Regions from separate parts of the Mus musculus genome. Here region 1 is linked to region 2. The links are chromatin contacts, called in public promoter capture Hi-C maps. All regions are on one chromosome and are shown on one strand. The core of a region is the stretch at or near the end of the contact, and the rest is flanking DNA. Distances in the headings are between cores, read along the strand shown.

The links. Capture Hi-C pulls out chosen DNA fragments and counts their contacts.
Region 1: a promoter capture Hi-C map of adipose tissue shows a contact between it and region 2. The contact joins two enhancer-like sites. A contact is called at or near these places in 1 of 484 Hi-C or Micro-C datasets (nephron progenitors), 1 of 115 datasets of contacts at active chromatin or transcription factors (embryonic stem cells) and 1 of 9 other capture datasets (adipose tissue).

What each region holds. Positions count from the first base shown.
Region 1 is chr4:123,633,728-123,637,429 of GRCm38.p6, reverse strand. The region is part of intron 1 of Macf1 (microtubule-actin crosslinking factor 1); the gene reads left to right. Among named protein-coding and RNA genes, the nearest start is that of Mir6398, 19 kb to the right of the region's middle. Within about 2 kb of position 1,794, at least 29 of the 459 cell types and tissues checked have an H3K27ac peak or open chromatin away from gene starts, as enhancers often do. A contact at or near this core is called in adipose tissue, where this site is marked.
Region 2 is chr4:123,477,001-123,480,547 of GRCm38.p6, reverse strand. It overlaps Macf1 (microtubule-actin crosslinking factor 1), which reads left to right. Exons shown (of 98, transcript NM_001199136.1): 35 at 226-361. Among named protein-coding and RNA genes, the nearest start is that of D830031N03Rik, 67 kb to the right of the region's middle. Within about 2 kb of position 1,302, at least 23 of the 459 cell types and tissues checked have an H3K27ac peak or open chromatin away from gene starts, as enhancers often do. A contact at or near this core is called in adipose tissue, where this site is marked.

The DNA.
Region 1 (3,702 bases), core at 545-3,044, 160 kb before region 2:
TGTCTGACAGGACTGGGTGTGTGCTCGAGAGGTGTGTCGGCAGAGGAAATACCTGTGCTTCAGGTTGTGCTTCCTCCTCTGCTGTAGCGACTCCTGCGAGTCAGGGGAGAGAGACAGTAGTGTAGGAGGAGGCTTGGAAAGGGAATGGATGGGAGGGTACCACATTGTTAGACCTGGGGATTTGGCTTTATTAAAACCATAAATAAAGGGATGGTGTAATGCAGAGAAGAGCTTAGAACCAGTAGGCTAATTTGACAAACTGGCTTCTCTGGTGTAAACCAGTTATTAATTGCCATTTATTATTACTATTTGCAATAAAACTGTACCACCCAGCCACTTACTTTCTTTCTCATTAGAGTGAGTCCGGAGAAAAAGCTTGAGTTTTAAATAGGGAATAGAAGAGAGGCAACATAGTCAATATGCACAGGGAATAGTGATATTTCTTTCACTTTTCTTTCTTTTTTCTTTTTTTTGGTTTTTCGAGACAGGGTTTCTCTGTGTAGCCCTGGCTGTCCTGGAACTCACTTTGTAGACCAGGCTGGCCTCGAACTCAGAAATCCACCTGCCTCTGCCTCCAGAGTGCTGGGATTAAAGGCGTGCGCTACCACGCCCGGCTTCTTTCACTTTTCTTAACCTGCCCTAGACCTTAGGGGCAACCAAGACCCCTTACATCCAGCAATATGATTTGGTAATGATAGTTCTTGGTTTTAGTCTGCCATTTCCATTTGCCCTGTCTTCCCAGTATCCTCCCACCATGCACACTAAATGGACCAGCACTTCTATCCCTGAGGACCAGGTATTCAGTGGGCACCTGGGTTTATCTATATTTATATAATATATATTAGATTGAGTCTATTCTGCCTTTCCACTTTCTCTCTTTCTCTCAGATGGTAGGAAGGTAGAGAAAATAGCCTGTGATAATTGTAACACCTATTCTGGGTGTCCTAATAAGATGTTCTACTCTTGTTGCTAGAGAGATCTCACTGGTTTTCCTTCTTTTACTAGTGCTGACCCAGAGAAAGTAGTTAGTGTGTTTGATTCCCCACTGCTCAATAGTGGATATCTAGTTATCAGAAGATAAGACTTAGTGATGCTTTGCACAAAGTATAAATATAATCAAGACCCTTATAACATTTCTAATGACTGAGCTTTGGGGTTTTGTTTTGTTTTTTAAGACTTGTTTATTTATTGATTTATGTATGTGAGTACACTGTGGCTGTACAGATGGTTGTGAGCCTTCATGTGGTGGTTGGGAATTGAATTTAGGACCTCTGCTGGCTACAGTTAGCCTCGCTCGCTCGCTCTGGTCGGCCCTGCTCACTTTCTGCTCTCTGCTTGCTCTGGCCCAAGGATTTATTTATTATTATAAATAAGTACACTGTTGCTGTGTTCAGACACACCAGAAGAGGGCATCAGATCTCATTATGGGTGGTTGTGAGCCACCATGTGGATGCTGGGATTTGAACTCAGGACCTTTGGAAGAGCAGTCAGTACTCTTACCCGCTGAGCCATCTCACCAGCCCTGGGTTTTGTTTTTAAAAATACATTAAAAAAATATGTTGTTTTACGTTAGATGCCTCTGCATGATTAAGCTGCTGTTTAACCTAGTGGGAAGAACAAAACTAAATGACAGTTACTGAGACTGTCATGGAGAGAAGTTTGGTCCCTGGGAATAATGTGGGTTTTAATGTCTGCTCCTTTCTCTTCAAATAAACCCTCCTACACGTCCAGTCTCTGGCCCTGGGAGGGGCAGACAATAGGGATTGTTCAAGTCAGGCTTTCTGGGTGTGGGCTTGTGGAACTTCCTCTGAAGGCTGACTCAAGAGTTTTCTTCCCTTGTGGAGCTGTTCCTGTTCTTACATGCTGTGCTAATTGACAGCCTTGGAACTGTGGGCAGCATCATTTGGATGTGTTAAGTTGGGAATGAGGAAGGTAGACTATTTTCAGAGATCCTTGATTGAAAGGTTCCTTTCTCTGGGTAAAACTGGTATCCCTAGAACCTGTATTCTTTCTTTTTGATGATACCCATCCTACTGAATGACAATTGTTTACTTTTTTGTGCTCTGCAAGAGTCTGTGCGTGTTGAGAGCTGGGATGGCATATCATTCATCTTTGTGTTCATGGTTAGCAAGAATTCATAAATGTATGCCAAAAAGCTGCATGTTGTATCACACATCTTTAATTCCAGCACTTGGAAAGTAGAATCAAGCCAGCTAGCGATATATGGCGAGATCTTGTCTAAAAAAACAAACAAGTGAGTTGGATGGTGCTTGTGCATGCCTTTAATCCCAGCACTGGGAGGCAGAGGCAGGTCCATCTCTGAGTTCTCTGAGATCTGGTCTACAGAGCAAGTTCCTGGTCTGCCCTTGTAATCCTGAACTTTGGAGGTAGAGGCAGAAAGATTGGGAGTTCAAGGTTATTCTTAGCTATAATAAGTTTGAGGCCAGTCTGAGATATAGTGAGATCTTGTTTCAAAAAACAAACCAACAATTGAATGACTAAATAAATGTCGAATTGAATAATGGAGGGATGCTTTATGTGTGTGGACAGCAGGCAGGTAAATGTGTATACCAAAATAAGAGATATTAGGAGAAAGGGGAGATAAGGCATTTGGAGGGAGAAGGCATTTTGTTTGTTTGTTAGGTGGGATGAGTTTTTTGAGAATCCATTGTGCGGTTCTGTTTTCATGGAAGACCTGTAGTAGTTGACGAGTGCTCCCTCCCTGTAGCTTGGCTTTAGTGACTGTGACCTTCTTTGTAGTGTAGCTGATGACCTTGGATAAGGCTTCTTGTGACTTTGACCTTTGTAGCATGGACAAAACGTAATTCTTCTCAACAGAGAATAGCCTTCAGGAGAGGGAGGGGCCAGTAGTATGTCTGGTTGGGGGAAAGCCAACTCTGTACCCTTGTAGCTAGGCACTGGGGAAAGACAGCTATCATTACAATGATTACTTTTGGCAGACAAGACATTTTCAGTCAGCTTCTCTGGCTTGTACCACACACCCAGTTACAGCAAGACAAGTATTGGGGTCACCTGTCGCTGTTGGCAAATGTTCTTTGTGTCTCTGTAGGTATTTTGCAAGCATTACTTTTGGGTTCTTTTCCTTTTGTTCATCAGCAAAAATTAGGATATTTGTGGAATGTGGTTCTGGTTGGCATTAGAGCATCAGGGTGCTTTCTTTTGCCCATAACAAGATGGCTTGATTCAAGAGCAGCTAGGTTTTGTCCCTGTGTTCCAGATGGGTGCAGCCCAGAGGAACAGTCAGCGTTCCCTGAGCTTGGTTTGGACCCCGATGAGCAGATCTCCTGTCTCTATGAGGATGTAATGTGGTGTGGTTCTTCCCCTTCCTTCGGAAAGACATGGATTTTTTTTCTATTTCCTGTCGATAGCATATTTTGTTGTATACCAGGAGACACTTGGTGACTATAAATCAGTTGGGCCTTGGGTGGGAAGGAAGGAGGTTGCTTTTGTTTTCAGCAGAAGTTTTCATTTGAGGAATTAAAAAAAAAAAAAAAAAAGAGTAAGTCTGAGCTTCCTGTCCTCTTTGAAGAGTTACAGACATAAGAGGATTGTTTTAAATCCCTTTCCTGGGCTGTGCCTACTTGACCTGTGGTGTTGGATCTCTTCATTCTCTGACTTAGGCCATAACAGCTCAGTTCCTTGCAGTGACCTACAGGCTCCATGCTTGCCTCATTCCCTCAG
Region 2 (3,547 bases), core at 53-2,552:
GGCTAAGAAAGCAAGGAGGTCATTTTGATTATAGTTGCAGCACTATGAGCATAGCGTTATATAGCATTGACATCACTAAGAATCATGGAATATGTGTGAGATGCCAAAGTTCAGTATAAGAGACTGGATGTATTCAGATAATCCATTCATGGCAACAATAGAGCAGTTTTGAATATAGTTTGGAGAGTTCTTGCCTTGAGAGAAATCTAATGCTTCGTCCTTCAGGCTTTCAGAAGGAGAGAAGGAACAGATCTCTGAGCAGTTGCGTGTGCTGAACAAGACTTACCATGACCTTTGTGATGGTTCTGCAAACCAACTCCAGCAGCTCCAAAGCGAGTTGGCTCAGCAGACGGAACAAAAGGTATTTTTACTTTTTGGCTCCATATATTATGGAAGCCTTTTAAGTGGTATGAAAGTGGCTTTGCTGATTGAGAGTCATGTTCACTAGCTTGCCATGACCAATGTGACTTAATATTTAACCTCACCTTAGCAGCCATTTGTCATGTGTTTCTTTACTGGGGTTCCATGATGTGTTGGTCAGTCAAAAATATCAGAGGGCATTTATAGCAAACCCTCTGTTTCTGGTCCACTCCCACCTCCACCCACATTTTACCATTGCATATTGGAAAACAGTTAATGAGAATTTAAATTCTGTATTTGTATCTGATCACAGGTCACTAAGATTTTACTCCTTTGAGACATTGTCACCCAAGAGTTGATAGCCAAGGGTTGTGGATATTGGCAAGAACATGCTTATAACCCTCTTCCTTCTGTAGCGTGACCAGGGAGAGTGAACTTCACTGACTGAGACGCTGGTTCCCCTCACCATCCATGGCCATCCTGTCACATAGCACATTACCAGTTCTCACCTCACCTTCACTTTTGTACCACATGGAAGTCATTATAGTTGCTGTCGATTGTCTTAAGTTGTTTCTGGATATTTGTGTGTGTGTGTGCATTTAACCAAGTTATATACATGTGTCTCTGGGATATACAGTGTGTTTGCCTGCTTATTTCCTATGTTGTGAAGCAATGGCCAGTTTATGTGGAGACAGCTAACATGGTAAATCATATTTGGTCTATATGATTCAAAAAATGACTATTCAAAACAAAATATACTTGATTCTGAAAAATGGATATAAATTATAAGTTCATAAAGTCTACAGGATAGAAGCAGTCCTGCTTTGATAATACATTTCCAGGAAATGTGTGCTGGTGAGGAATTTTCAGTGTAAAGCAGCCCACTCTAGTGGCTGTTGCTTCACCATATAAGGGAGTATGTGAAAGTTTTAACAATTGCTTGCTGAGAACATCCAGTTCTCATTTTGAAAAGTTAAAGAGGGATGGGAGGGGGAAGAGAAGGACAGGACAAGCTGCTGAGCACCACTACATTGAGCATGATGTGTCCCTGTACTGTGTGTGTTTCATGTAAAGTATTGTTCTGATTAACTGACATCCTTGCTTACAAGTTTCACTAACCCTTTGGAGTTTAAGCACAAATGCACAAAGGGAAAAGAGGACGACCTGTTTGGGGTTCTTTTTTGCAAAAAAAACAAACAGTCGCATGCTGGACGCTAACACCAAGCTTACACTGTGTATGTGATACGGCTGAGCTGCTCCATAAGGCTCTATTTCCTATCTGCCTGAGGCGTGCTCTGCAGTGTGGGTAAGTAGACGCCTTTTATTTTCTTTCCTTTTCTCCCTGTCTTTTACTGCTCATCTAGGTCACAATGTCCATGTTTGGTAGACTGGATTTCTCTGGATTACGTCCCAGTGCAGTGCTGCCTGTCTAGCCTTCAGTTATGAGGGTGTTAGAAGGAATTCTGAAGGCTTTTCTCTTTGGCTCAATTCCAGGCTTCCCCCCCCCCCCCCGCCCCAATGTCAGCATTTTTGCAATTATAACTCTTACAGAAGAAATTACAATAGTCTTCCCTTTTGTTATAACAGGCTTTATATGGATTTCTTTCTTTCTTTCTTTCTTTCTTTCTTTCTTTCTTTCTTTCTTTCTTTCTTTCTTTCTTTTTTCTTTTTGGTTTTTTGAGGTAGGCCCTGGAACTTGGTCTATAAACCAGAATGGCCTTGAATTTAGAGATCCCACGTACCCAGCTTATATATTTGTAAACAATCATACACCAATGATCAATTTTTTCAATCTCTATAAAATAGACACATAGTAGATCTGTATGGTATGTGTGTTTCATTTATATAAATTGAACCCTGTAATACAGAAATTAAAGATGGAAGAGAATGGCAAATAATATACTTTGTAGCATGGAGAATTATGCCATTAATTGAGCATATACAATGAAATGGAGAAATGAGCCAAGTCCCTCTTTGCTATCCAATCTTCATTCTTATATACAGTCCTCATGCTTGAAATCCTTGTTCAGTCTTTAAAGTTGAAGCTATGGCCTAATAGTGTTAAAGGTGTTCTTATATGTTATCTATTTATTCATTTACTGGTCATTGTATTGCAGATACTGTTCCTATACACACAGAGAAAAACTATTCTTTCAATATAGTTTCCCTCTGAATGAGAATAGAAACAAAGTGTACTTGTTAGTAGACAGGGAACTGGTTGACAGTTAAGTCTAGATCATGAAGAGTAAGTTATGAAGTTTTTGGGTTTTTTTAAGTTATGAATTTTTAAAAATCCAAAATAATACTGCCCTTATTAGAGAGATAATGACTGAAGGGCATAGTGGTGTCTGCCCTTAGTCGCATCACTCTGGAGGCAGAGGCAGGAGTCTGCTGCCGGGCAATTTGAGGCCAGCCTGCTCCACATAGTTTATACCAGGACAGTCAGAGTTTCATAGTGAGACCCTGTCTCAGAAAACAAACAAACAAAAGGAAAAAGAGCTGTAAACAGAGCCCAATGTAAGTGATCGCACAGTTAAGTGGCTAAACTCTTTAAGTGGTTTGAAATCTGAAAGAAAAGGCTTTAAATTGAGAATTCTTCAGGTGATTCTAGAACTTACAAAGGTAATTTTAACAATGTATAAGGTTTACCTTATTCCCTGAATTTAGAAACCAACTACTATTTAAGGTGTGACTTTACTGTTTCATACTTCCCAGAACTATCCAGAGAGACAATATAATAGCAAAAGATTTGAGACCAGGTTAGTTTCTGGAACTCACTTGTTTTGTTACCTTGGTCAAGTTAGCTCTCATGTTCTTACCTGCAAACTAAGATTAATCTTTTTTTTTTAAAGATTTTTTCTTAATTTTACGTATATGAGTACACCATTGCTCTCTTCAGATACACCTGAAGACAGCATCAGACCCCATTGCAGATGGTTGTGAGCCACCATGTGGTTGCTGGGAATTGAACTCAGGACCTCTGAAAGAGCAGCCAGTGCTCTTAACCGCTGAGCCATCTCCCCAGCCGAAGAGTAATCTTTTAAAGGACCATTGTGAAGATTTTATGTCCTTCTTCATGCATCTGAGTGGTAGTTGCTATCATAGTTATTAAATTTCCCTTTTTAGCCCGGACTGGAAGCAGTGGTTCTAGCAGTTCACACTCTGTTTCTTCCTTGACTTTCTTTTT